Linked DNA regions of Mus musculus: regions 1, 3, 4 and 5 are each linked to region 2. A link is a contact called in public Hi-C, HiCAR-type and HiChIP or PLAC-seq data. All regions are on one chromosome and are shown on one strand. The core of a region is the stretch at or near the end of the contact, and the rest is flanking DNA. Distances in the headings are between cores, read along the strand shown. Region 1 overlaps Scaf4 (SR-related CTD-associated factor 4). Region 2 holds the start of Cct8 (chaperonin containing Tcp1, subunit 8 (theta)). Region 3 holds the start of Sod1 (superoxide dismutase 1, soluble). Region 4 holds the start of Atp5j (ATP synthase, H+ transporting, mitochondrial F0 complex, subunit F). Region 5 holds the start of Jam2 (junction adhesion molecule 2).

The links. A called contact is a pair of places that touch in the nucleus more often than the background predicts. HiCAR-type assays count read pairs that join an accessible place to other places. HiChIP or PLAC-seq counts read pairs in DNA pulled down with a chosen protein or histone mark.
Region 1: an H3K27ac HiChIP or PLAC-seq map of extraembryonic endoderm stem cells shows a contact between it and region 2, with 6 times the contacts expected there. The contact joins the enhancer-like site here to the promoter of Cct8 in region 2. A contact is called at or near these places in 4 of 484 Hi-C or Micro-C datasets (the G1E-ER4 cell line, embryonic stem cells and pancreatic cancer cells), 8 of 115 datasets of contacts at active chromatin or transcription factors (embryonic forebrain, embryonic hindbrain, embryonic stem cells and 3 more) and 2 of 9 other capture datasets (adipose tissue and embryonic stem cells).
Region 3: a contact with region 2 is called in a HiCAR-type map of astrocytes, with 8 times the contacts expected there. The contact joins the promoter of Sod1 here to the promoter of Cct8 in region 2. A contact is called at or near these places in 6 of 39 promoter capture datasets (the 3T3-L1 cell line, the C10 cell line, embryonic stem cells and 3 more), 8 of 484 Hi-C or Micro-C datasets (B cells, CD4 T cells, the G1E-ER4 cell line and 2 more), 11 of 115 datasets of contacts at active chromatin or transcription factors (astrocytes, embryonic forebrain, embryonic hindbrain and 7 more) and 2 of 9 other capture datasets (adipose tissue and embryonic stem cells).
Region 4: a Hi-C map of trophoblast stem cells shows a contact between it and region 2, with 13 times the contacts expected there. The contact joins the promoter of Atp5j here to the promoter of Cct8 in region 2. A contact is called at or near these places in 4 of 39 promoter capture datasets (embryonic stem cells, hippocampal neurons, liver and 1 more), 32 of 484 Hi-C or Micro-C datasets (CD4 T cells, CD8 T cells, the G1E-ER4 cell line and 18 more), 17 of 115 datasets of contacts at active chromatin or transcription factors (astrocytes, differentiating embryonic stem cells, embryonic hindbrain and 7 more) and 4 of 9 other capture datasets (adipose tissue, embryonic stem cells, liver and 1 more).
Region 5: a HiCAR-type map of astrocytes shows a contact between it and region 2, with 5 times the contacts expected there. The contact joins the promoter of Jam2 here to the promoter of Cct8 in region 2. A contact is called at or near these places in 2 of 39 promoter capture datasets (hippocampal neurons and liver) and 5 of 115 datasets of contacts at active chromatin or transcription factors (astrocytes, embryonic stem cells and stem cell-derived neural progenitor cells).

Annotation. Positions count from the first base shown.
Region 1 is chr16:90,258,121-90,261,952 of GRCm38.p6, forward strand. It overlaps Scaf4 (SR-related CTD-associated factor 4), which reads right to left. Exons shown (of 20, transcript NM_178923.4): 4 at 2,021-2,182; 5 at 591-726; 6 at 1. Among named protein-coding and RNA genes, the nearest start is that of Scaf4, 24 kb to the right of the region's middle. Within about 2 kb of position 2,176, at least 3 of the 459 cell types and tissues checked have an H3K27ac peak or open chromatin away from gene starts, as enhancers often do. A contact at or near this core is called in extraembryonic endoderm stem cells, where this site is marked.
Region 2 is chr16:87,493,440-87,497,250 of GRCm38.p6, forward strand. Cct8 (chaperonin containing Tcp1, subunit 8 (theta)) reads right to left here and starts at 2,430. Exons shown (of 15, transcript NM_009840.3): 1 at 2,290-2,430; 2 at 898-988; 3 at 268-347. The coding sequence starts at 2,349. B130034C11Rik (RIKEN cDNA B130034C11 gene) reads left to right here and starts at 2,634. Exons shown (of 3, transcript NR_040375.1): 1 at 2,634-2,870.
Region 3 is chr16:90,218,231-90,222,128 of GRCm38.p6, forward strand. It overlaps Sod1 (superoxide dismutase 1, soluble), which reads left to right and starts at 2,532. Exons shown (of 5, transcript NM_011434.2): 1 at 2,532-2,699. The coding sequence starts at 2,628.
Region 4 is chr16:84,832,512-84,836,469 of GRCm38.p6, forward strand. It overlaps Atp5j (ATP synthase, H+ transporting, mitochondrial F0 complex, subunit F), which reads right to left and starts at 2,511. Exons shown (of 4, transcript NM_001302214.1): 1 at 2,298-2,511. Gabpa (GA repeat binding protein, alpha) reads left to right here and starts at 2,613. Exons shown (of 10, transcript NM_008065.2): 1 at 2,613-3,032.
Region 5 is chr16:84,772,039-84,776,163 of GRCm38.p6, forward strand. It overlaps Jam2 (junction adhesion molecule 2), which reads left to right and starts at 2,085. Exons shown (of 10, transcript NM_023844.5): 1 at 2,085-2,515. The coding sequence starts at 2,449.

The DNA.
Region 1 (3,832 bases), core at 926-3,425, 2.8 Mb after region 2:
CCTGAAAAAGCAAAGGGCATCAGGCCTCACAAGTCAACATACTTCCCCTTTAAGATGCCTTTCAAGTTTTGCTGCTAAAACAAAATCCTGTCTAGTTTTACATAGGAAAATGAATAGATAGTGGTTACTAAGACATATTCTAGATAGAGAAAGAGAGAGAGAGATGAAGCGACAAAGGGCATTCTCATTTGAAGTAAAAATACAGAAAGAAAAACTGTACCTTCCAAAAGCAAATCAAGTCATCTTCCACAGGAATTTCTACCAGCTTAGAAACAAAGCCTTTCACATACAGAAATTCTATTCTTTCTGTTTGCTTGCTTGCTTGCTTTTGCTAACTTTTGTTAAATGCTGACCAGTTGCACTATGTTCTGATCATGGCTTTCCTCCCCAGCTCCTCTGAGACCCTCCCTCCCTCTCATCTGAATCCACACCCTTTGAAAACAAACAGGCAGCTAAAGAACAATAAGAGAAAATAAGATAAAACAAAGGCAAACACACTGGGACAGGACAACACAGACACACATACAGAAAAGCAGACAGACGCCAGTACACTTGCAGGACCTTCTGTCACTGGCAGATATGCACTGTACCTTCATTGTTGGTGACATTTTCTGCTACTGGAGCAGCATTACTGGTTCCTGCTGCCATGTCCAAAAGAGGCTGAATAATTTCAATTTTGAACACTCCATTTTTTTGCCAAAGATTTAGCACACGAACTATTTTACTCTGTTATATGTAAGAAAATGAACATACAATAAATATTTATAGAAATAATGTATCATATCTGATTTTAAAGAGAATTACTGTTTCATAAGGGAAAAAATCCACCAGAACTATTACCCAGTTAAACTCAAATTAACCTTTTCTCGGTGGTATGATCCAATGAAAAGGAATATAAACAGAATACACAGCTAGCAAATACAAAGGAAGGTAAACACGTCAAGAACCATTTCTAATGCTCTTATACAGACTCTGCAAACCCACAACGCCTCTCCTCATGCAAATGTCGCTACTCTCAGACACGGGCACTTTCCCTCTCTCTCTGGTTTGACCAAACCAAGTTCCCTTTTCTGTTACATAACTTCTTTAAGAATTAAGAGAAACTAAAGCAGCAGGTTAAGTTAGTGTTAGTGATGTTTACTGTGAATTCCCACCTATTTAGAATGCATGTATCGTTCATGTTCGTTCCTTCTTTCTTTCAGTGAAACTGTGTGTGTGGTGTGTGTGTGTGTATGGTGTGTGGTGTGTGTGTGGTGTGTGTGTGTGGTGTGTGTGTGGTGTGTGTATGTGTGTGTGTGGTGTATATGTGTGTGTGGTGTGTGTGTGTATGTATGTGTGTGTTGCAGTCTTACTGCAGATTAATCACTTGCATGTGTGAATGTTGGGGAAGAACAAATCTGGGTCTTCTAGAGTATGCAAAACCCTGGTGAGTATTTTCTCTCACACAGAGTTGTTGTCTGTCTTCCTTCTGTAGCTTCAGCTTGCTGTTATTAGCAATCTGCCCACTAAGTGCTGAGATCAAAGGATATGTGTCTCCATGCCCACTAGCAATATGTTCTTTAAGGAAAGATAATGCTTCCTGAACAACCTTTGCTAGTTTCTTTTAACTGCAGGATATGTAACATGAAATGTGTAGTGTACAGCGCCTAGCTGTTGGCTGTTGTTACCACGCCGTTTAGAAGAGGCTTCCCATGCACAGAGGTAAGGCACTCCTCACTCGCCAGCAAGCTCTGCTCTGCTCTGCTCAGGATCTATAACTCTGGCTCCTTCTATGATTCAACATTATAAAAGTCCTTGTACAGAGGCCAAGTGACTTCTCCATTTCACATATAAGCAAGAATAGGAAATGACCACCGTAGAAAAAACTGACCTTACAATTCAAGATCAGTACATGAAGATATCACCCAGTAACATAAATAACAAGTGTCAACAACGTGAACGTAAGCATTGTGTGAGAAATATAAAGAGGAAATAAGCTGGACAAAATGCAAAATGTTAGCTTGTTACGTTTTAACCATACCTTATCTTCAGATGGACAAAGATATAAATACTGGAATGTAGCAGTTATATTTTTAGAGAATCTTGGCCCAAAAACATCTTTATCAGTTCCAAACTGGTGCCGAGACTGTCTCACGATGGAGTCGATGACATACAGGCCTGGAACCTTATATTCTGGCTTACACTGCAAAGGGGAGGAGACAAGCTTAGACCAAGGAAAGTGGAATCAGGAGGTGCAATGGTGTATGCCTCCATGCCCAGTATTCCAGAGGTGAATCTGACCCAATCTGGTCTACTTAGTGAGTTCCTGCCCATCCAGGGCTACAGAGTAAAACTGTCTGGAATTAGAAAGGGAGAAAGAAAAGAAAGAGGGAAAGGGAAGGAAAGGAAAAGTAACGACAAAGCCCAAGCACATCCACCACCCACTATGTCACACATCAGCTCGCAGCTCGCCACATGCACTGCGCACTGTGCAGCAGCTGCTCACGTGCTCCAGCCATCTCTCTATCTGGCTGTCAGTGTCACATCTGTCAATAGTGACACTCTTTGTTACTTCAAAGTAGCTCTCAGGACTTTGTTTCCCCAAATCCTTGACTTCACTTCCAAAACTTTCCAGAGCCACTTTACCAACCCACTTTCCTACAATTCAGTCATTCTGAGTCTTGAATAACTTCCTGAAGTTACTAAAACATACTTTTAAACATGCTAGTTTTACTTCTGTTAAAATATGTACCAGAGACTTCGAGGCCAGCCTGGTCTACAGAGTGAGTTCCAGGACAGCCAGGGCTGTACAGAGAGACCCTGTCTCAAAAAAACCAAAAACAAACAAAATATGTACCAGAGAAATAAAAAGTAAGAGGAAGAGTCATTTGGGTCTATAAATTTGACAAAGGAAACAACCAACCAAGTATTAGAAAAACAGGCATTTATATAGGAAAAGACATAGCCCTTTGTGGAAGGCAAGCAATTCAGCAACAAAAATAAAGCCTTAGTTGGGCGTGATGGCGCAAGCCTTTAATCCCAGCACTTGGAAGGCAGAGGCAGGCGGATTTCCGAGTTCGAGGTCAGCCTGGTCTACAGAGTGAGTTCCAGGACAGCCAGGGCTACACAGAGAAACCCTGTCTCAAGACAACAATAAAACCAAAACCAAACAAATAAAAAAACCTAAGACCACTCTCAGTTCACTCCTGAAAAAGACATGCTAATCATTCATACACACACACACACACACATACACACACACACTTACTTTAAGACAACACACAACTAAAGACAGCTTAATGATGATGGTAACAGAGAAAAGTCAGGGAAAATAAAAAGTAACTTCACCTGAAAAACTGACCTGAAAATCAAATGTCAACAGAGCAGATGAGGCAGAGTATAGAATGGCAGGCTCTTAGGGCTGGGACCAACACTATTCTCAGCTATGACAGAGCCCAGCACCAACCTCTCACCAATACTCAATGAACGGCAGAAATATGGGAAAAATACCTTTTAAAACTTCTCAGTGCTTAAAAGAAATTCAGTAAATATTTTTTAAAAAAAACAGTTACTGTGGACTGGAGAGATGGCTCAGTGGTTAAGAGCACTGGCTGCTCTTCCAGAGGTCCCGAGTTCAAGTCCCAGCAATCACATGGTGGCTCACAACCATCTGTAATGGGATCTGATGCCCTCTTCTGGTGTGTCTGAAGACAGTGACAGTGTGCCCACATATAGAAACAAATAAATCTTAAAAACAAAACATGTATCATATATGCGTGTTTTGTCTGTTTATGTATATATGTGTACCATGTGCATATCTGGTGCCCAGAGCCCAAAGAAGGCAAAGACTCCC
Region 2 (3,811 bases), core at 1,180-3,679:
ATATTTACCAGTTTATACTGCTGGAGAATTCACATTAGAATCAATCTATAGAATAATAAATCTCATCATCATCAGAGAAATACTCCTCAACCCACCCACCCACAGACAATTTAAGAGTTTGAGTAGCCAAAATGGAAAACCTAGAAAGGTCACTTATAAATCTTCACAATAAAGTGGAGGAAGAAACAGCCTTTCGTCCTCTAGATTGAATACAGTTTCACCTATGTCAGAGTCATGGGTTTTTGATGGTTTTGAAACAAAACTTACTTCTAGCTCTCTTAAAATAGTCGCTGCATCGTTTGTCACAAACAACTTCTCCAGGCGATTGATGACCATTTTATTCATTCCTTAAAAGTAGTTGCAAAGAAAAAAAAAAAGGTTCCATTATTATTCAAATATTCTGCAAACAACCCAGGAAAACTCCGGCAAGAAGCCGTACTGATGTTTAGCCCCAGAACACACCATCTGTTTAGATCAGCATCATAGCCCCATGGGCTTCCCTGACTAAACACCAACATGCTTAGCATGTAAGACGTGCTTAATAAACAGGAATTAACACTAAAATCAATATGCTTAGAAACACATTTGGTTTCTTCCGTAATCTCTTTGTGTGCATCTCTAATTCAACTGGTGGTTAAAGGGAAGGAAGAGCTTCCTGATGCCGTGCTGTTTTCTGCAGACTGCTGAGCCTTTCCACAATAGTACTGGCCACTAGTGAGGATGCTGGACTTCCCTAGGACCTAACAGGGTAACAGCATCGTTTCCAATTTCTCTTTTCCCAGAAAGCTGCATTCCTGACTGAAAGTGAGAGGCACATCAATGCCACCGACCATAAAACACGTGAGGCCCGCTCTCTACGCTAACAGTCACACCACACAGCCTGAACTTGGTCATTACCATTTGGTCCGTACGCTGTGCGAGTAGTCTGAGCAAGCTCCTTGCAGGCCTGTATATTTCTATACACAGCCTCTTCTAATCCCGAGAAATGCTGAAAAAGAAAATGTCTGCTTAGGCATGATAACCAAGTTAAGAGTTTTCTACCGCAGGATACCTCTGTTGAGTATGCTTCTAAGAAACAGCCAGGATCACACAGGCAGTCATCAGACAGCCTCAGTTTCCCCCACTGGGCCTGGCTCTCTTTCCTATCTGTAAACTAATGGGATAATCAATAGCTCCTACTTGGCAGATTATTACTCACCTAGCTAAATAACAACTATTCTTCCTTCTGCCTTTTCCAGGGATTGAACACAAGAAAGCAATCTACCATTAAACTACAATCCCAGCCTACTAGTACTAGCTTTTAACCTAAATTTGGGGGATGGGGGTACTTTAAAAAAACTTGTCTTCACTATAGCCTCCATCAGTACCGATTTACACAAAGTATCTCTGTGCTGAAATGCTAGCCTGTGACAGAAATCCTTTAAATGTATCATGTCCTCAGCCAGAGTGATGGAGGAAAAGATGGAAACTGGAAGCTGTTGCTACCCCTCAAAAGGTTAACAGTGTCATTTGCAGAACTTACTAACTTACATTAAGCCCTGACATCCATTCAGTATGCCAGTTATCACTACAAAGGGGACACCACCTCTCTGTACTGCTAAGAATCCGCTATTTCTACAACTTGTAAAAATATGAAAGACAAAACAAACGTTATCTGGCAGCTTGGGGAACTCAGGACAAATCGCTCCATAAGCAATGTGACCGCTTTAAAAAAAAAAAAAAAATCACTCCTGAAACTACGGCCTATTCGATCTGGGGTGGGGCTTCATTTATCCTGTAGGCTACGACATCGGACAGTCAGAGTGAAAAGACAGTTAACAGCCTTCGGCCCGGTCTCAACTCAGAAAAGGTAAAGGAAACAGAACGTCCAGAGGAGAGTTTTCAGTAGAGCAGTGGGGATCGGACGTGTCTGGAAGGAAGCAACCAAGGGCAGGCCCAGGAGTGACCATGCCGGACTCGTGTCATCTCCATCCTACAATCCCCGGCCCTCCAACCACCCGTTACCAATTCCGTCCAAGTTCATTAACGCATCGCCAGCTCGCGTTAAGGGCGGCGCCCGTGGGCTCCATGCCGCAGACAGGGGCGTGGGGAGCTGGGATGCAAACCCGAAGCCGCCGGGGGAATAACAGAAATGCCCACCAGTTCCAGCGAGCCGGCATCCAGAGCACGCTTCCCTTTCTAGAACCTTCTCCATCCCGATCGCGGCGCGGCCGCCCGCCCGCAGGCCTGTCGCGGTCGCCACAGGCGCAGACCCACCCTCCCACCGTACAGTCCCTCCACGCCACCTACTTTGGCTCCATCCTTGAGCATCTGGGCAAAGCCCGGGGCCTTGGGGACGTGAAGCGCCATGGCTCGGCCGCAGTCCACCGCTCACGCGCTCGCTCCGAGACGCCGAGGAAGCAAGGGGCGCCGCGCACTGCCTGCTGGGAATGGGCCTCGGCGCCGCCTCGCGTCCCCCTACTTCCGGTCGCCCCGCCCCTTCAACCTGCAGCGTCTCTGAAATATCGCGAGAACCAGAGGTTCCAGCAGACAGACCTGATCTGCCGATTCCCGATCAAAGCGGACGATCAGGCCGAACCCAGAGCGTGCATGCTCCCTTCGTGTCCCTTGTCCTAAGTTAATGAGTAAACTTTGGTTAGGACGTTTGGCTTGTGATATTTCGGTGGCGGACACCCAACGTCTTATCCTTCACTTAAACTTAATCCTGCAGACCCAGCACCGGGGCAGGTTAGCCTTTTCTTCTCCAAGCTCACCCGCCCTCGCCCCTATAAACTACCAATGGACATCCTCTGTGTTGGTCACTGGGAAGCACTGAAGGCTCGAAGGTGATCTTTGAAATAGCATGGAGGATTGCAACGCGTGGACTGCACGTGCGTAGCAGAGCTAAGCGGTTTGCTTAAGTGCAGTTATCTTTGTTATTGGTCAAATTTAAGAATGAATATTAATCTCCATTTTATGGAAGGGAAGTTGATAACCACAATTCAGTGGTACGCAGAGGTCACCAGGCCAATAGATATTACAGCGACGATTTCTACCCTAGATGGGCAGATTACAAAGTGGGAATAGTTAACCACTTTATCTATATCTATATATCTATATAGATATTCTCTACTCCCCCAGAATCTTTTTCACAAACATTTCTATGTAAATAGAATAACTTCATAGAGAAAGTAAAACACTCTTACAATAAAAAAATACAAAAAAATGGAAGCATCTCCTGCCCTTGCAGAAAAATATGAAACGCTTTGGTGAGTCGTTGGACATAGAGAAATTAAGATTTTCTTTACATTGGGACAGACTCATAATTGCAACCGTACTATCAACTGCAATTTTTTTTTCTATTAAACATTTTAAATATGTAACCATGGGACTGAAGGAGCTGAAGGGGTTTGGAGCCCCATGGAGGGAGCAACAGTGTCAACAGGCCAGTTCCCCTAGAGCTCCCAGGGACAGGACAACCAACCAAAGACTAAACATGGAGCAACCCATGGCACTGGCCACATATGTGGCAGAGGATGGCCTTGTTGTACATCAGTGGGAAGAGAGGCCCTCAGGCCTTAGGGTGTTCAATGCACCATTTGTAGGGAAATGCCAGGGTGGGAGGATGGGAGTGGGTGGGTGGGGGAGCACCCTCATGGAGGCAGGAGGAGTGGGGATGGGATAGGGGGTTTCCGAAGGGGAGACCTGAAAAGTGGAAAACATTTGAAATGTAAATAAAGAAAATATCCAAGAAAAAGAAAAGAAAAGAAAAAGGAAAAAAAAATGTAACCATGAAAATACTTTCTTGTCACCGAACACAAGGTAAGTGAGC
Region 3 (3,898 bases), core at 1,282-3,781, 2.7 Mb after region 2:
AGAGGCTCTTCTGCTGTGTAGTGTCTGGGTCCACCCATGCTCCTGTAAGTAACCCAAATAAACTGGTTTGTTCACCACACTGGATTTGGGCAGAATTACTGTTTCTTCGGTTTGCTAGGGACTCTTTCTATTTGTGGTAAACAGAAAAAAGACTCCGCAGGAATAGTCCTAGAGCAGAGACCAGGGACCTACATAAATAAGCGTACCCCATCCCTAGGGGCCAAATCAGCTTCTCCTCTTGTTTCTCCGGCCTGGAGTTAGGTTTCAATATTCTAAGCCCTGCCTCCTGAGTGTAGCAGAACATGAGGATGTATGCATGAGCTCTTGGGAGACCACAGAGATTTCAACCTTAAGAAGACACCATGTTCTTTTTAGTTAAGAATTTCCCTTCTCAGCCGGGCAGTGGTGGTACATACCTTTAATCCCAGCACTTGGGAGGTAGAGACAGGCAGATTTCTAAGTTTGAGGCCAGCCTGGTCTACAGAGTGAGTTCCAGGACAGTCAGGGCTACACAGAGAAACCCTGTCTCGAAAAAAAAAAAAAAATCCCTTTCTCTGGCTATAAGGATGGCTCAGTGGTTAAGAGCACTGACTGCTCTGCCAGAGGTCCTGAGTTCAAGTCCCAGCAACCATCTGTAATGGGAAATAATGCACTCTTCTAGTGTGTGTCTGAAGACAGCTGTAGTGTACTCATATAAATAAAAAATAAATCCTAAAAAAAAAAAGAATTCCCTTCCTCTTATTGATACCCTTTCTTGTCTCTAGGGACCCCCCATATATCTTTCTAGACATTTCTGAGAACTCATGTAAATACATGCTGAGCCCCCTCTTTGTAGTTTGTAACCTTTGCTCATTCCATACCATTTTAACAAATATTTTCCTTGAAACACTATTTCTCACCCATTGCATGGAGGTATCACATAGGACTTTATCAGGCATCCTGTTCTCCAGTGTGTGGCTTAGAGCCAGTGGAATGCACGGCGTGTCCGAGAACCACTTCACACAGGGAAGAGAATACAGATTTTTACTCAGCAAGTAACACCAGCTGGGAATGGTGGGGCAGACAAGCAATCCTAGTTACTAGGGATGCTGAGGCAGGAGGATCTTAAATTCAAGTTTAGTCCCTATCTCAAAAATTAAAAAAGAACCCCTCTAACCCCAGCAACTGAGAGGCAGAGGCCAGGGAGATCTCTGTGAGTTCAAGGTCAGCCTGTCTGTTCTACACAATGAGTTCCATGAGAGCCAAAGGTACACAGTGTGATATTTTTAAAAAGGTATGTGTGTCTTTTTTTTTTTCAAATTTTTATTATTTTCTTCATTTACATTTCAAATGCTATCTGGGGAGTCCCCTATACCACGCCCCCCTGCTCCCCTCCCCACCCACTCCCACTTCTTGGCCCTGGCATTCCACTGTACTGAGGCATATAAATTTGCAAGACCAAGGGCCTCTCCTCCCAGTGATTGTCGAGTTGGCCATCTTCTGCTACATATGCAGCTAGAAACACGAGCTCCGGAGGTACTGGGTAGTTCATATTGTTGTTCCACCTATAGGGTTGTAGACCCCTTCAGCTCCTTGGGTACTTTCTCTAGCTCCTCCATTAGGGGCCCTGTGTTCCATCCAATAGATGACTGTGAACATCCACTTCTGTATTTGCCAGGCACTGGCAAAGCCTTACACGAGACAGCTATATCAGGGTCCTTTCAGCAAAATCTTGCTGGCATACGCAATAGTGTCTGCATTTGGTGGCTGATTATGGCACGGATCTCCAGGTGGGGCAGTCTCTGGATGGTCCATCCTTTTGTCTCAGCTCCAAACTGTGTCTCTGTAACTCCGTCCATGGGTATTTTGTTCGTTATTTTAAGGAGGAATGAAGTATCCACACGTTGGTCTTCCTTCCTCTTGATTTTCTTGTGTTTTGCGTGTGTGTGTGTGTGTGTGTGTGTGTGTGTGTGTCTTAACTGGCAGAGCACTTGTCTGTCATGCAGGGGGCGGGGTGGGGGGTGGGGACTGTCTAATCTCCAGCTCTAGTAACAAAAATAAAAGAAGTAAAAAATAAGTAAGAAACGGGGGTGTGTCTAGAGATAGAACATGGGCTTTACACATTTTAGACATCATGAGAAAATAAAGCTGGAAATGACACTGGGCATCCATCTTGGCGCATCTCAACTTTCACACTGCAACCGAGGCGCGCTGTGCAAAGTCAGTGACAATCCGCATTTCCAGACACAGTGGGTTCAGACCTTCCAGGCGCGCACGCGGGCCTCGTGTTCTCGGTTTCCGCGGCGACTCGGCCGACGTCACAGTTAGAAGACAATAGCGACTTTCCCCGCTCAGGCTCCTCGGGAACTTTCTCAGTCCGCACGCTCCAGGAGCCGGAGCTACCCTCCGCCCCGCCCCCAGCGTGCCCCGCGGCCAGGGAGCTCCACGAAGGGCGGGCGGAGGCCGCGGGTAGCGATTGGTTCCGTGCCAAGGTGGGCGTGGTCAGACTCAGGCCTATAAAAGCTCCGTGGCGCCAGGGCCTCGTTTTTTTGCGCGGTCCTTTCCTGCGGCGCCTTCCGTCCGTCGGCTTCTCGTCTTGCTCTCTCTGGTCCCTCCGGAGGAGGCCGCCGCGCGTCTCCCGGGGAAGCATGGCGATGAAAGCGGTGTGCGTGCTGAAGGGCGACGGTCCGGTGCAGGGAACCATCCACTTCGAGCAGAAGGCAAGGCCCGGGGCGCGGGGCGCAGGCCGCGGTGACGCGGCGCACCTGTGCGGGAGCACGCCACGCCCCCGCCACGGCCTGAGCCCGCTAAGTGCTGAGTCACCGTGGCCTGGGGCAGGGGCTGGGCGCCGGGAAGCGAGGCCCGGGGCGCCGCGGGGCCTTCCGGGCGGGCGGGGGCCTCCCCGCGCCCCGGAGCGGCTGGGCCTGCCCGGGAGAGCCGGCTTGGCATCCGTTATCCTTCTGGGGCTGCTGCTTTTCCGGTGTCCGTGTCCCACAGGCTCAGAGCCCCGTGGCCACCGGCTGCGATTGTTGTAAGAATATTTGAACCCGGTGGTGCCAGACCGGACTAAGGCCGCAGGACGCGTTTGCGGCACTTTAAAGCAAAGTCCTGGGCTGTTCTGTACTAGGTCAGGGTCGTGTCGCAAGGCGGAAAGAAAGAGATGGCCTTGGACAGCCGTCCCTTGCTTTGCACTCCAGAGAGAGACCCGGCTGTGGGTTTTTTCTACCACAGCGAGTTTCTGAGCACATTTTGGAAAAGTACATAGAGATATTTTCGAAAATACTGTGACCCTGCAAAAACACATGCGTCACAGGGAAGATGTGTGTGGTAAGGTTGTGTCCAGAGCCTTAGGGAGGTTACCGTTGTTGTATTCACCTTAATCCCGAGAGAATATTTGATAAATGAGCGTTATGTGCTCTCTGAAGTGGTGGACATACGTGTGAGAAGGCAGACACCATAGTGAATCCCAAGTGTTTGGTTTACGACGAGAACTGATAACGGCAATTTAGAGTTTTTCGTAACTAGCCTCGTTTCCAGCAGTTTCTTGGCATTGAAATGCGTTTTGTTGTTTTCCTGTGGAAGTTTTTTGTTTTTGTCTTTTTCTCCTCCCCACGTAATTCACTGTGAGAAAGACGAAGTTCGGCTGGGTCTTACCCCTGTGTGTGGGTTTCTGTCATCTTCCACCATGCCATGCCAGAGCAGCTCGCACTATTTTTGTGACGCTGCAAACTACACATCGCTGGTGCCCTTTGTACCCAATGAAACGATAGTTAAGCATTCCAGATTGGCAGTTGTAATCAAAGCTGGTTGATTTAACCTGTTGCCAACTTTTCAGAATCAGATTTTTCTACCCAAAGTTCATATTCCCTTATTCTGTTGCAAAAGTTGGACATTTAAAAAAAAAAAAACCTAAAAAATG
Region 4 (3,958 bases), core at 1,261-3,760, 2.7 Mb before region 2:
CTCTCCCACCGCACTTCTATGATATCCGCTGTGCTACAGTGCTTACGGGGTCTTACAGGCAAAGCTTCTCAGGAGGGCCGTGATAAAGGCCACACAACCCCTGAGGAAATCCTGCCACCATGCTTCCCAGGCTCCCACCAGCTAGCTATCTGCTGCCGACGCCTTACTTCTACTAGATGAGAGAGAACCATGGTAGTGAGCATACGGCTACTACTTCACATTATAGAGAAAGTATGGACAAGAATTTAAAAATCTTTACGTTAATTTGACAGTTATTTCTCTTGAATTTAGTAACATCACCAATTACAAAAATGGTGGTGGAGGGGTAGTGTTGTTTTGTTCCGTTTTGATTTTAAAGCCAGGACTGGCATCAAGCTTATGAGGCTGGCACTGGGGAGGCAGGCAAAGGCCAACCTTCTGGAGCTCACTTGGCAACCTGGTCTTTTTGGCAAGATCCTGGATACGGACCGATTATGTCTCAAAAAGCAATGTGCACAACCTGAAGATAAACAGCGGAGGCTGATCCTGGCCATTGGAGAAACACAGGCAGAAGTGTCCACATACATATGCACACATAGATACATAGATGGATAGATGGATGGATGGACAGATGGATGGATGGACTGACAGAAATGCACAGAGGGTTTTGAGTGGTACCACTAATAGTTCAAGAATCGTTAACTATATGGCAGCTGATTGGCATAATGGTTATTAAACATATGTGAAGGGAGAGAGTGTATAATTTTCGCTACAAGGGCACAATTCCTGTCTGAAGATAATTTTGGCTGTCCTGAATAAGTTGAATGAAGGTGGCCTATAGTGGGTAAAGTTCGGGCACACTGCTATACTCCCTACAACATGAAAGATAGCAATCTTCCCTATTCTCATTTTGAAGAGTTATCTAAAGTGTCAATAGTACCAACTTCAACAAACCTGGTATAACATTTAGTACTGCTGAAAAAAAAATCAAATAAGCACGAGTTTTCATTCACCGATCCCGATAAAAATAAAACATTTGAGGAAATCAATGCCATTCATACTCTACCAGAGAATTATACAGGCGAAAGAGCTACAGGCAAGTAGACAAGACTTTATAATAAGAACACCACACTTGATTCATCCTGGAAATCTAGGAACACACTTAAGACATAATTAGTAAGGTATCAAGAATTCTTTAGCCCTAAAAATACTGTAAAATACTTCCATATTGTCCACTTAGGAAATACTCTCTAAGTGTTAGGGGAAGGTGCTTCTTTCAGTCTTGCTTATAGGTGATTAAAAAAAATATGTCTAAAGAAGGTTGTTTACCTAACATTCCACAGTCAACCTGCTCCCAATCTAACTGCCAAGACGGTCATTTCTTCTACAAGACAGGGAAAATACATTTTCACTTTCAATAACGCACCATCCCAAACAATGATTTCCAATCCCCACGTCTAATTTAGCGTACTCTCTGAACCCCAAACATACATGTATACTCACCTCCTAAGTCCTACTCAATCGTTCTAACAGTGACCACATTCTCTCTTACCAAAACTACTTGTTGTTTCTCCTTCACTGCCTTTCACTTTTTCAGATTAAATAGAGAATGCGATCTGTTCATGATCACACGGAAGACAAATGGCATCCTAAGTGTAGAACACCATTTGGGACAAATTCCGTACTGAATTAATATCCTGCACTAGCTTGCTGCTTGTTAGAGGTCTGATAGTAACAATATTGGGGAAAGCATGGTGGGGGTGGGGGTGGGGTAATCAAAGTTCAAACCCAGAGGTGTAGCTTTGGGAAGGCGCACGGCTCTCCTATTTATAGCGGTTGACTGACCAGCCTAGCCGAAGGCTAGTCCCTTTGCTGCTCGTGAGTATCTAATCATAAAGTCAATCGACAAAGCATGACTTCTAGATTGGATATAAAACTTTTAGGATATCACCATCGCCCTTTCCTGTCTTAGGAGGCTCGATCGCCGCCTGCATTATTCACAAGCCTGTGGCGCGCCGTGACCTTGGGCTGCCCCAGGCGGGCTGCAGGCTCACCACCCCGTCTTTTCTGCTTTTCGAGTCGGCCCGCTCTGCTCCCAGGAGAGCATTCACGGTCTTATTTAGTGAGCGTAAGGCAAATCTGAATACCCAGCAGGGCCGAGGTCACCTGTGACCCCAGGCCAGGCCAGGACGGTGCCAAGGACACGGGGCTGCGCTCTACTCCCAGGGCAAAGGTGACGGGCAGCCCTCTCTCCTCGTGAAGAAACCCAGAAGCTCAGTCCCAGGAGGCCGAGCTAGCCCAGTTACCCTCCCAGTCACCTTGCACTGAGTCCCGAGCTGCCAGAGTCACCGCCGCCGCCACCGTTCTACTTCCGGCCCTGGCTCCGCCTACACACGCCTACCCGCCATCGCAAGGCACTATGGGCCGCGGCTTCAGTCGTTCGACGCTCACCGGACAGGAAGCGCCTCGAAGGGAGTCTGCGACCGGACGCCTCTAGGTGAGACAGAAGCCAAACAGGAGGAGGAAGTGGAGGGTAAGTGCTTCCGGGTCCCTCAGCTAAGACTCCGCCATCTTTCCTACACTTTAACTTCACCCCCTTTTCCCTCTTGGAGACACTGCACTGTACGCATGCGTATTCTGGCCTGTCCCCTAGTTCAAGCTCCCTTCGGAGTCAGCGTCCCGATCCTTGGGGTTGGGGAGGTGGATGTAGGGTGGGGGTACAAAGGAGCGCGTAAAAACCAAAACCAAAACAAAACAAAAAACCAAAGCGGCTGGGGGGCGTTTGTGCCTCGTGAGCCCCGTCGTCGCGGGCGTTTCGGGCCGCGCAGCCTGCTGGGAGTTGTAGTTCCAGGCCCGGGGGTGCCTGGGAGGCGGGAGAGGGGCTGGGGTTCCTTAGCGCCGATTCCACGGGAAGGGCCCCGGGACCTTACCCTGCTACTCGCGGGAGCGGCGCGGCTCGCCCGGAGAGGCGCTGTACCTGGAGCCCGCGCCGCCGCCGTTCCCAGCCGGCTGTGGAAGCGCGGGCTAGGGCCACGGGACGAATTCCGGAGCTGGTGAGTTGCGGACGCGGGCTGGCGGGGAGCGCGGGCCCGCGCGGGCGGCCTGGTTCCGGGGCTTGTCCCCCCCCGCGGCCGCCTCTGTGTTTTGTTTCCGCTGGGTCCCCGGCGCTGCGACTCCCATTTCCGTTCGTGGAGACTTGAGGGAGCCTGGTGGGGAGGGGCGGGAGAGGCTGTGCGGGAAGCCGAGGGGAGGGGCGCGGGGAGCGGCGTGGCCCGGGCCGCGTTGCGGGACGCGGCGGAGTCGCCCGTCGCACGGGCGCGGTCCAGGCTCGGCGCGCTGGCCGAGCGCACAGCCCCGGGCGCTCCCGGGTCTCTCGGGAAGATGCCAGACCTGTCTGTCACCCGAGTCAGCCATCCCCGCACTAGCAGTACCGATTGCCCTTCTGGAACTGTCCTAGAGTCGCATCGGTGCAATCGTTCTAATGCATAGGATGACTTTCTGCGTCTTTCCCGAAGATGTCAGTGAAAGTTACTGTACCTTGCCAACTTCCCCCACTCCTCCCCCCGACCTTTTTTGGGGGTTGGTGTAGTGCAGTGAACACAACGATGGAGTTTAGGGGATTCCACCCTTAGGGTCCACAGCATAGAGAATGGTGCCAGCGCATCGTTTCACGATGACAAACAGTCATTTGAAACTAAATCCTTAGGTAGGCCAGTGAGATGGTTCGACAGGTAAAGGCACTTGCTGCCGAGCCAGACTGTTCAGCCTCTGGAATCCAGATGGAAGGAGGAGAGAACTGTCTGCTCTCTGACCTCCACAAGTGCGCATGCGCACCTTATAAGTGGTGTCTGGGTACGTGTAAGTTTGTGTTGGGTGTCACTTTCTAGCCTGGCTGACCTTGAACTTGCTATGTAGATTAGACCGGCCTAGAGTTTAGAGGCCTATCTGCCTCTATTTTCTGAGCGCCGGCATTAAAGGT
Region 5 (4,125 bases), core at 835-3,334, 2.7 Mb before region 2:
TTTAAAGTTTATATTTACTATGCTTGAGAGACCAAAAAAAGAAAAAAAATGCCTCTAACATGCAAGGCCTTAGCTTGTACAGGCTCTACCCTACAAGCCCACTTCTCCCAGACATTAAAGATTAATCTTAAAGAGACTGGTCGTATAAAATTTGCTGTTCTAGCAAGTAGTAGGTCAACTTCAATTTCTGCCTTCGTAATCAAACTTGATTACTCTGCTCAAAAAATATGACTAGGACCAATACAAAACATATATGTTAAATTAGACGCTGCCTATAGGTATAATCGTGTGGGGTTTGCCTTTGTATGCCTTAGGCTGCTTTGTCTAGAGGCTGTGTCTTGGGATCACTCTCAGATGCTGTTTTGGCAAACAAATAAACAAAAACAAAAAACACCCTCTTTCTATTAAAATTTATTTATGGTCATGGTGAATCTCTGAGTGACCCCAGACCCATAAAACACCAACAACAAAATGACAGATTAATCTAAGAAAACAGATTAAACAGTCTCTAAAGAGGCACATGCGTCTCTCACTCTCAACATCAGAACCACTGAAGCAAACAATGCCAAGGCAATGGATATTTCCCCAAGGCATCTCATCCGAGAGAAGGGGGAGGCGCCATCTAGAGGGGCCACTCACAATTCCCGTGGTTCTAAGAACCTGTCTTACCACCCTATAGGACGAGACTGAAGACCAGACAATGGCTTAGATGTGGGCTGCATGGATGTGTGGATCCTTGGCTCTGTATTTTATCTCACTTCAGGGCCCCAAAGACAGACTTGGGGTTCACTGGAACTCTACAATGTGGCTATATCGAATCAATCAATCAATCAATCAATATCTCTCCCTTTCTCTTCTCAGTTTTCACGACTAATTTGACTCTTTTAATTGGATTGTCAAGGACAATTGACTTAACCTGTCTCTGAGCACAGGCCTTAAGTCTTTTTTTTTTTTTTTTTTTTTTTTTGCCTTAAGTCTTAAGTTAGATGACACCCTTACTCCCTTACTGTTTGTGAGTTTGGGCTACCAGCTCCATTTTTGCCTTTTTTTTTTTTTTTTTTTTTAACTTTGCTTTTCTTGCCCTCAGGGGTCTTCTGTCCCCTCCCCTTCCCCATGAGGGCCAAAGCTTTCATCACTGTTGCCCAGGCAACAGTGGGGATGCCTCATTCCTCACAGCTCTGCATATCTAAGTATATCTTAAGCCTTTGTCCGCAAGGCTGGCTCAATTCTTTGTAAGTGGTCCACCACTAAATCAGCCATCCTCTACACATAATTATTTATTATTTAGCTTTATTTAAAACGATTTTAAAAAATGTCTTCACCTGACAACGGCCTTTACACAGACGGGTCAATTTTCTTGAATGCCCCAGCCATCAGTTCTGGAGAGGAAATGTGAAAATCGCCTTTGCAAGTGCACGCTTCCGAAGTGCGGGTCAATTTTAAAGCACGCACTGGAGCATTCATAATGGATTTCCCTTTTAAAAGCACATGAGACCAAAAATAAACCTGACAAAAGGGCAGCTGTAGAGTTTTAACATGTGGAAAACTCCACAGGCGGCAGTTACATAACGGGGAAGAAACAAGATAAATATTTCACACCGTTAGATGAACTTCCAGATGACAACTAAGAAGCCAAGAGCCCAGAACACACCTTAACTCTCTAAGGGGTTGGGGGGACGGGGAGGACGGACTTGAAGCCAGAAGAGGCTAAGCCTGATGATAAAATCTGGGACCTGACTTGCAACTTGAGTGATGCCTTTGTCCCCCGCCCCCTCCGCCCCTCCCCACCCCCCCTTTCTAGAGGCAGGGGCTGAGCTCATGCCCCTATACTTTAAGAGCGCTTCGCCAGCGGTTTTGTCCGCTAGATAGAAATTTTCCAAAAAATATCTCCCACGCTAGGCAAAACACTGAAAAGGAAGTTTTTTTGCGCCAAGAGGAGAGACATGGCGAGACAGACCGAGCCACTACCGCTCCCAACACACACACACCCTGCCCATCCCACCCGGCTGCGCTCCTCCTGCCCCCAGCTCCTCGCCCTGGGGACAGCTGGCAGCCTAGCGCGGGACTAGACACAAAGCGGATCAGTCTGGGGGCGGGGGGCCGACCTGCAGGGTTCTCCCTCAAGAGGCTAGTCCTCTGCCGCCACTCGCTTAGGACCCTGCGGACACCGCGTCCCGCGTCCACGCCCTCCCCTCAACCCTCTTCCACCCTTCAAAAGAAGGACTGTCCCAGACACCACGTCCTAGGGCCAGAAGACCTGCCCCCACGACAGTCGCTGGAGACACCCCAGACCGGAGAGACTGACATCGGGACAGGACCCGCCCCTCTGCTTCCACCTCTCAGGGACCTCCTCTGCTCCGCCGCCGGGCGAAGTGCTGGGAGACCCAGCCGCCTGTCGCGCTCCTGCAGGGGGACCCTCAGCTAGGCAGCCAGCTGGCGCCCGCGTAGATGGCGAGGAGCCCCCAAGGCCTCCTGATGCTGCTGCTGCTACACTACTTGATCGTCGCCCTGGACTGTAAGTCTCTGGGGTAACAGTCCTTTCCACCCTCCGGTCTGGCTATACCAGCCTCCGGGACCCTCGCCTGCAGGCATGGCGCTCAGTGCTAGGGGGTCTGTCTCGGGGCGCCAGGCTTTGCAGTCTGGGAGCACGGAGGGTAATCTGGATGAGGGCAGGCTCTGGGCAGGGAGACTGAAGTCCTGTGCGTCTTGTAAATAGTGTTGGATCTGGGCAGTTAAGAATTGAAGAAAACAGACGATCCTCATCTCCTTGCAAAGTCCGAGGAAGTTTTCAAAGACACCGGGACGTGATCAGAATGCAAAACTCTCTAAGTATTCAAGATGCGAAGAGCCCAAGAAAGATGGCATCCGGGGTTGGCGAAGGCCACTCTTAAGTAGCTGCGGCTGAGGGATCAGTGGTTACGGTCCCAGCTGCCCCGGGCAAGGTGCTGGGTAAAGCACTTTAGAGGCGGTAGCGGGGTGAAATTAGCTGAGCCCCAGTAGCTTTTCGCCTTTACGCCTGCAAAACCGGCTTAGAGAAGTCTGTCCGCTCCAGCCAGCTGCCGTGTCCTCAGGGGATGTCCAGCCAGCGGGACTGGCTGTTAGGATTGTTAGAAAGGCGCAGGCGATGAATGAGCGAGCTGGCAGCTGGCATAGCTGCGGAGGCGTCCCAAAGCCAGTTTAGTTTCTCTGGGTACTTTGAAAGAGGATTTGCGCGGGTGCTGGCCTAATGTGATTTGAAATTTGATTTTTGTTTTCTTCGCGTTAACTTTTTAGGAAAAGGTAGGAAATTACTATCTATTTTTAAGTGAGGAAGTCCTTGTTGTTGTTGTTGTTGTTGTTGTTGATGATGATGATAAACACCCTCCCCCTCCCTGTTATCTTTTGTTCTGTTGGTTTCTTCACTAGGGAGGGGTAAATGTGTTATTGTTGAGGTTCAAGTTCTAGTCACAGTACTTAATAGTAGTTCAATTATTCTGCCCGACGAACGTCTTAACACTAACGCTGAGGCTTTTTCTCAGACCAAAGTGATGGGGGCTCACAAAACGATTTGCCGCTCAGAACCCGAACAGGGTGCCTGCTGACTCAGGGGGAGGTATATATCAAGCCAGGAAGTTGACATTCGCAATGAAATCTTTATGCATGCTGAAATATCAGCTGGTATCAAACGGAACACTTAGGGTTTGAGAGGTAATGTACTGAGTATGAAAATCAGCGACGAAGCTGGAATCTGGAGGTAGCGTAACTAAAAAAACAAAAAGTTAAGGTGAAAAGTTCTGTGTTCCTCTGAGCTTTTAAGTCTCACTTTAACAGGAGTCATTTAAAAATAAAATAGTTTTTCTCTGTTATTCCCATTCTGTCATCAAAATAGAAACAATAGATGCCGTTTGTCATTCCAGCGTAGTCAATCCAGAAGCCAGCGAAGGCTAATACTGAATGTGTAGAATGAGTTCTTCCATATCTAGGTTATCGGCAGGCTCCACTAACTCTGATACCTGTAAGGAAGAAGTTGGGAAGCAGCACGGGACCTTTCTCATACTGTTCCCTCAGTGCCAGAAGGTCTGGCATTTCAAGCGTGTTTTCTTCCCTTTTAACACATTTAAAACTTTCAAAAACAATTCAGCTGTA